Linked DNA regions of Triticum aestivum: region 1 is linked to region 2. The links are chromatin contacts, called in public HiCAR-type maps. All regions are on one chromosome and are shown on one strand. Each heading gives the region's core, a stretch centred on a gene start, on an enhancer-like site or on the middle of the called end of the contact. The rest is flanking DNA. Distances are from core to core; before and after follow the strand shown. Region 1 has its middle 15 kb from the start of LOC123180225. Region 2 has its middle 32 kb from the start of LOC123180224.

What was found. HiCAR-type assays count read pairs that join an accessible place to other places.
Region 1: a contact with region 2 is called in a HiCAR-type map of leaf, with 8 times the contacts expected there. The contact joins two enhancer-like sites. A contact is called at or near these places in 1 of 5 Hi-C or Micro-C datasets (leaf) and 1 of 1 datasets of contacts at active chromatin or transcription factors (leaf).

Annotation. Positions count from the first base shown.
Region 1 is chr1D:52,430,922-52,434,623 of IWGSC CS RefSeq v2.1, forward strand. No RefSeq gene overlaps it. Among protein-coding and RNA genes, the nearest start is that of LOC123180225, 15 kb to the right of the region's middle. Within about 2 kb of position 2,035, at least 6 of the 8 cell types and tissues checked have an H3K27ac peak or open chromatin away from gene starts, as enhancers often do. A contact at or near this core is called in leaf, where this site is marked.
Region 2 is chr1D:52,129,225-52,132,772 of IWGSC CS RefSeq v2.1, forward strand. No RefSeq gene overlaps it. Among protein-coding and RNA genes, the nearest start is that of LOC123180224, 32 kb to the left of the region's middle. Within about 2 kb of position 2,242, at least 5 of the 8 cell types and tissues checked have an H3K27ac peak or open chromatin away from gene starts, as enhancers often do. A contact at or near this core is called in leaf, where this site is marked.

The DNA.
Region 1 (3,702 bases), core at 785-3,284, 300 kb after region 2:
TATGTATCCACACATGTATCAAGTTTTCGGTTAATACAATTCTAGCATGAATAATAAACATTTATCATGATATAAGAAAATATAAAATAACAACTTTATTATTGCCTCTAGGGCATATTTCCTTCATGTAGAGCACCTTTATGATCACCTAGTTACGAAGTGACGTTTGATAGCACATAAGGTATTCCACCGGTATCCGGGAGTTGCATGATCTCATGGTCGAAGGAATGTGTATTTGACATTAAGAAAGCTATAGCACATAAACTAAACGATCTGATGCTAAGGTTATGGTTGGGTCTTGTCCATCACATCATTCTACCATTGATGTGATCCTGTTATCAAATGACAACTCGTGTCTATGGTTAGGAAACCTCAACCATCTTTGACACGGTGTAGTTTATGTATTCACACATGTATTTAAGTTTCGGTCAATACAACTCTAGCATGAACAATAAACTATCATGAACGGAAATATGATAATAACGATTTTATTATTGCCTCTAGGGCATATTTCCAACATCTCGGACTCCTCCATGACAGCCCGCACCGGCCGCTCCTCCTTTTCAGTCGTCATGGTGGAAGCTGTCGGTGGTGGCAGTGACGGGGAGACAGAGGGCATCGGCGTCAGGCCGCACACTCTGGGTGGGCTATCCTCGCGCACACGCGAAGCGCGGGGCGGGCTACAAGCATGGCCGACAAAGTAGGTTTGCTAGCACATGTCGTGCTCGTCATGGGACAAAGTGTCCTAGAGTGCCGAGTCGATGTCGTAGCGCCGGTCGGCGAGGTACTGGCGCGGGATGTGGGCGCACCAGTGGGTGATCTCTTCCAGGCGGGCGCGGCCGATGCCACCCATTGAGGAGGTGGACATCGGACCACGGCAACGGAGTGCCGACGTCCACCTTGACGTATGGTCGGAAGTGTTGAAATATATTGCCCACCTCCCTTCATCAGTTCGGACTTTTGGAGCAACCGGTCGGTGCATGAATTCAATATGGTATCCGAGCCAAGATGTCTTGAGTCAAGACCCTGCCAACGCAGTATTAAATAAAACGATTCTGCGGCCTACATCGATCCCACGTCTAAGGACTAAAATAGTCTAGACGTGAGAGGGAGTGTTGAAATATATTGCCCACCTCCCTTCATCAGTTCGGAGTTTTGGAGCAACTGGTCGGTGCATGAATTCAATAGGAAGTGCGCCGGAGCCGCCGGAGGGGAGATCATGAATGCCGCCGCCGGCGTGGAGTTCGTGGTCACGCTTCCCGACGAGGCGGACGACGAGCCTACCTCATGGTCGTGTTAATTTGCCCTTCTTGCCCGGCACCCACTTCCAGAAGCCCATCGCGACGGCCGGCGGTGAGTGAGGTGGGGCGGCGCGGCTAGGGTTTGGTGTCGGGCATGGAGGGAACAATGTAGTGAGGACGGTGTGGGGAAGTGAAAGTGGACCGGCCAGTCCACGGCTTCGTCATAAAAAAGGACGCGGCCGGACCGGCTGGGTGGCTGACTGGCAGATGTACTAATCTATTGAGCGATATTGTCTTCTTTTCTCTTCTAGTGGTAGTACGTGGTGATATGCTGCTTTATACAATTGTCCTCGAAGTCGTCCATGATTATTCATGCCACCAACCGAAAGTCACCCATGATTCAATCAGCTGTGTTGATCTTCTAAATAACTTAGCTTGGCTACCAAGCACTAATCCTACTAAATGGATAATGCTGTTGTTGGCTAAAACTACTGCTAATCGTACACAAAGTGGTGATAATCATAGCATAAGTAAAGTACTCCCTCCGTTCCTAAATATAAGTCTTTGTAGAGATTTCACTATAAACTACGTACGGATGTATATAGATGCATTTAGAGTGTATATTCATTCATTTTGCTTGTCTATAGTGAAATCTTCTTAAAAATTTATATTTAGGAACGGAGGGAGTAGATGTGAGCGTGCATGAACTGATGCCACGAGGTTGGAATCGTCAACGTCAGTCAGCATGGATAAATAGATGGCTGCCTACGTGGACGTCGCTATCTCCTGGGCCGAGGGGGTCCCACCTGCGGGCCTGCGTGTGGGCCCGGCGGCCCAGCCGCGCGGCACGGCATAGGTCGATTTCCGTCGAAGAAAACTGGCGTGCGGCGCGCGTCCACGTCCTCCATGAAGCGTGTGTTGGTCTCGACGGATAGGCGGCAGGTCCCTGTACCTCATTTGGCCGCTTTCAATCGTATACAAAAATTCCTGCCAGGACGTCTCGCACAACACATGCATGGATGGCGGCCTCGCCGTCGCCACCTTCGTGAGATGGCAATGGCAGCTAGCTTCGCCGACATCACCAGATGAGAGAGTGAGTGAGCTCCCCCGACTACCGGATAATGTAATGCAATACACACACATGACGGTCCAAGTGTTAAAATGCCGTGCCAGATGACAAATTTCCAAATCCACCAGGATTTCAACAGGTTCCACGCAACATCATGCGTGACACTGGCTTGAATGAATTGCCATTGATGCACCTCTGCATGAGTTGTATGGAGCAGTGGTGCGATTTTCAGAGAAGTGATAATTTGGACCTACTAGCCTAGGAATGTGCAAGCAAGCTAGAAACGGGCTAGGCGTCGCTTTCGTGCCGGGCGGTGCGGAGTCGCTGTCCGCGTAATTCCATGCGAAGGAAGGAAAGCAAGGAGCGGGGGAGTGATGGCCGGTCAGTGGACTTTGTGGATTTTTTTCCCTCTTCCTTTTCTTCGAGAAATTATCACATGGAATTACAGTTTCAGTGGAAACCGATGAAAACCACAAGGAAACGATGTTTTAAAGTTTCGAAAAAATCTAAAAAAAATGAGACGTTAAGAGTGTGATTGTGACGCCCGGATAGTTAGGCTACAGTAATCCCACGTTAATGATGCCACGTCACCTCGATTACTGTTGCTAATCTCGCGTTAGTTCGAAACCGGTTCGAATTCAAATTTAAAATCAAGCAAACAATAAAATATTTTCAAATATTAAAACTAAAATGTTGGGGTGTTGCCAAATAATGCATAGGTAATTATTGTACAGAAACCACAATTTTATAAAAGGTTTAAGTGCACTAAAAGATTTAAAACAGCAGCAAAACATTTAACTAACTACCCTTTTCAAATTGATAAAATATTAAACTATTTTGTTTTAGTTGCGGAGCTAATTGTGGTAGTGGCATAATTATTAATGCTCTTTTAGGTACAACTTTTGTATTCTATAAAAGCTAAAATTAAATAAAATAGAAAAGAAAATTAAATAAAAAGAAAAGACAAAACTGTAAACAAAAACAAAAATAAAAACAAAAGGCAAACTCCCTCCGCCTGGGCTGTTTGGCTCAACTGGGCACCCAGCTGGTCGGCCCACCCCTTGGGCTATACCCCCTCACCCCCACTACGTGACCTAGCCCACACCCCATACCCCCCCCCCCCCCCCCGAAATATCTCCCCCCTCTCCCCCGATTGGATCGGGATCGAGAGGAGGAGACCGCTGGACGCCGCCGCCCGGAGCGCGGCCTCGCCGGAGCTTCCCCCGCCGGACTGCCTCCTCCTCTTCAACGGCTTGCCTCCTCTTCGTCCCCGACGTCCTCCTCGACCCCCGCTGCCCGAACCCCTAGTGCCCCAGTGAGCCTCCGCCTCGCTCCTCCCCTCCCCTCTGCCCCGCGCTCGCGCGCCCTGCGCTCGTCGCCGCGGCCATCGCA
Region 2 (3,548 bases), core at 992-3,491:
CCACGTCTACTCTACTGGTAGTCGTACTAATCTATTGAGTATTGAGTTATCTTCTCTTCTCCTCTCTTCTAGTGGTACGTGGAACTGCTTTTGCACCTTTGCACATTTGGCTTCCTCGAAGTCGTCCATGATTATTCATGTCACCAACCGAAACTTACCCCATGATTCACCCGTGCTGGGATCCTCTAATGCCAACTTCACTGCACGACCCCAAACAAACGTCCGGTTTGACCGGATTTTGTCTCTTTGGGGCGGCAATGGGTTCGCCCACGTCCGCGTCTGTACGTTGGGTCGTGGGTGCGCCCAACGCGCGGCCACACCCCAAATCATGTCCGGGGTGGACGTGATTAAAAAAAACAGAAAACTTAAATAAAATGTCTAAAAAAAGTAAATAAACGCAGTTAAAAAAACTTAAACCATAATTTAGGGGTCATGGCCACAAAACGGCCCATTTCACGGTTCACTTAAACGGCCCAGTGCCATAATTAACATAAAAACAAAATAAAAAACGCCGCACGCGCGCTCTTGCCGCGTCCGTCGATACCGTGGCCGTCGCCGTCTTCAGTGGCCGCCGATGTCGTCGTCGTCGTTGCTGACGAGGTCGACGTAGTCCGGCGGCGTCCACAGGTGGGCCGGCGGTCCGTGGTGCACCGTGGCGGCGTGGTGGAAGGTGGCAGGTGCCTGCACCACCTCCGCGGCGAGGCGTCCCGCTCCGGTGACCGCGGCGGCGTGGGGCAGCAGTCCACTCCTCCCACGGCGGCCGCCATCTCCGGAGCCGTGCACGACCAGCTCCAGTGCTGGCCCACTACGCCCGGGTGGAACGCGGCCACCGGCGCCTTCTCCTTCGCCACCATCTCCAGCTCGGGGATGGCAACGTCGCCGGCCGTGGAGAGGGCCGTCATCTCCTCGAGGCCCACCCATTGGCGTTCGTCGTGCGTACGCACGGAGTCCCCCATGACACGCGCCATGAGACGGGCCTCCTCCTCCGCTGTCATGCGAGGAGGTGGTGGCGGAAATGGAGATGGCGACGGCGACGGCGTGGGCGTGAGGCTGCGCACCCGCGTACGCCCGCACGCCTGGGGAGCAGCCGCTCGGTGCTCACGTGGCCGCCGCGGCCCCGTCGACGTGCCGGCGAAGAAGGACGCCCGCCGCATGTCGTGCTCATTCCGGAACCAAGTGTCCCACAGGGGCGAGTCGGGGGCGTACCTCTCGTCGTAGTAGAGGTCGTCCGGGAGGCGGCGGCGGCGGCGCTCGATCTCCTGGCGGCGCGCACGGCCGCTCAGTGGGACTGGCGGGATCGGCACGTGGTCGGCCGACAAGTGCCAGTTGTTGGGGAGGTGGAGGTCGCTCCAGGGTAGCGGCGTCCTCATCTCCCAATAGTGGCGGGCCGCCTCGATGTAATGCGGGTCGCCCTTGCCGGCGGCCGTGGGCGCGATGGAGAACGCGGGCGGCGCGGCGGCCCGACACTGTGGTGATGCGGGCTCCTCCTTCTTCACGGAGCCACGGAGACGCCCCGACGAGGAGCCAGCCCCGCGGTCGTGCTTCCCCTTCCGGCCGTAGTTCCATAGGCCCATGGCTGCGAGGTGGCCGACCGGCGAGTTCGAGGCGAGGCTAGGGTTTGTCGGGTTCCGAGGAGGCCGCGGGGTGGAGTGGGGGAGTGTGGACGACGACCGGTCCACGGGTTCCCATTTAAGAAGAACCGCGACCGTTCGGCTGGGCGGATGATAGGCGGGGCCGCCCGCGTGTGCGCATTGATATCGGGCGGTGGGAGGTAGATGGCCGCCTGCCACGCGGCCCCGACGCGCACGAAGCGCGCGTCCGTCGCGACCCAAACCCGGCGCATGTTTGCGCTTGAAATGGGTCGGCCCGGATACAAAACGGACCAGATAGATCCGGGCCGGACAGAATGGGGTCGCGCGGTGGAGTTGGCCTAATAACTTAGCTTGGTTACCAAGCACTAATCCTAACAAAGGCTAGATCATGCTGTTGTCTAAACACTACTACTACTAATCGTACCACACAAAGTGGTGATAATCATAGCAAAAGTAAAGTAAAGGTGAGTGTGCATGAGCTGATGCCACGAGGTTGGAGTCGTCGACGTCAGTCAGCATGGACAAATAGATGCTGCCTACGTGGACATCTCTATCGCGCGGTCCGCACGGGTCCCACCTTCGTGCCTGCGTGCGGGACCGGCGATCGAGCCGCGCGAAACGGCACGGGGTCGGTTTCCGTCGAGGCTGGCGTGCGGCGCGCGTCCACGTCCTCCATGAAGCGTTTGTTGGTCTCGGCGGATAGGCGGCAGGTCCCTGTACTGTTCCTCATTTGGCCGCTTTCAATCGTATCCAAAAAGCTTCTGCCAGGACGTCTCGCACATCACATGCATGGATGGCGGCCACGCCGTCGCAACCGGCGTGAAATGGCAATGGCAGCTAGCTTCGCCGACATCACCAGATGAGTGAGCTCCCCCGTCTACGCCATGAAATGCAATGCACACACATGACGGTGTAAGTAGTATTAAAATGCGGTGCCGGATTACAAGTGCCAAAAGCCAAATCCACCCGGATTTTCAACCGGTTCCACCTTCCACGGCAGCATCATGCGTGACACTGGCTTGAATTAATTGCTATTGACGCACCTCTGCAATCTGCATGAGTTTTATGGAGCAGTAGGTTGATTTTCAGAGACGTGATAATTGCGGCCTAGCCTAGGAATGTGCAAGCAAGCTAGAACACGGGCTAGCCGTCGCTTTCGCTTTCGTGCTGTGCCGGGCGGTGTGGTGTGGAGTCGCTGTCCACGTAATTCCATTGGAAGGACGGAAGGGGCGGGAGCGATGGTCGGTCATTGGACTTTATGGATCTTTTTTCCCTCTTCCCTTTCTTCATGGATGGATGGGAGGCTCAGGCCCCTACTCTAGTCGTGCTACGGTGATGGACGGGCGATCCAAAGGTGCCGCACGCGTGTCCCGCTCAATGCACCCAAAAGAGAAGTGTTTTTTTTAAATGAGGCAAAAGATTTATCATTTTCATTGATTAAGAAGAAGAGAATGGCATAATTAATTGGCGAAAAACCGGGCTAAAATCGATACAACTCGACCCAAATGACATTGGCACCACCGGCCAACCTGGCCACCGACATGAGACACAAAGCTGCAAAGAAGAAAGACATTCGCCGGAGGAGTCGCAAGCGTCATCGTCATCACTGGTTGCCTCGAACGAGCGACTCTGACTTCATCATAGAGCTCCAACCTCGAAGCCAACCCGCAAACAGCTGCATAGAAGCCACGATGGCACATGCCACCGGATGGCCACACGTGCAAGCAACCGACAGCTCCGACTTTGAGGATGGGCCTCACCAGAGAAATATGTAGGACTTGCGCCGGCCGTGACCTCAGGAGAGCACCTCAGCCACGCCGGAAAGAACCGACTACCGAAGTCCACGCCGCAACCCGAGCTCCTCCCGACGACATCATTGTTGCCAAACAGAAACCAGCGCCCCGCCTCGGCAAACCACGCGGCGAAGATGCCGCCATCCACGACGAAGATGTCGCA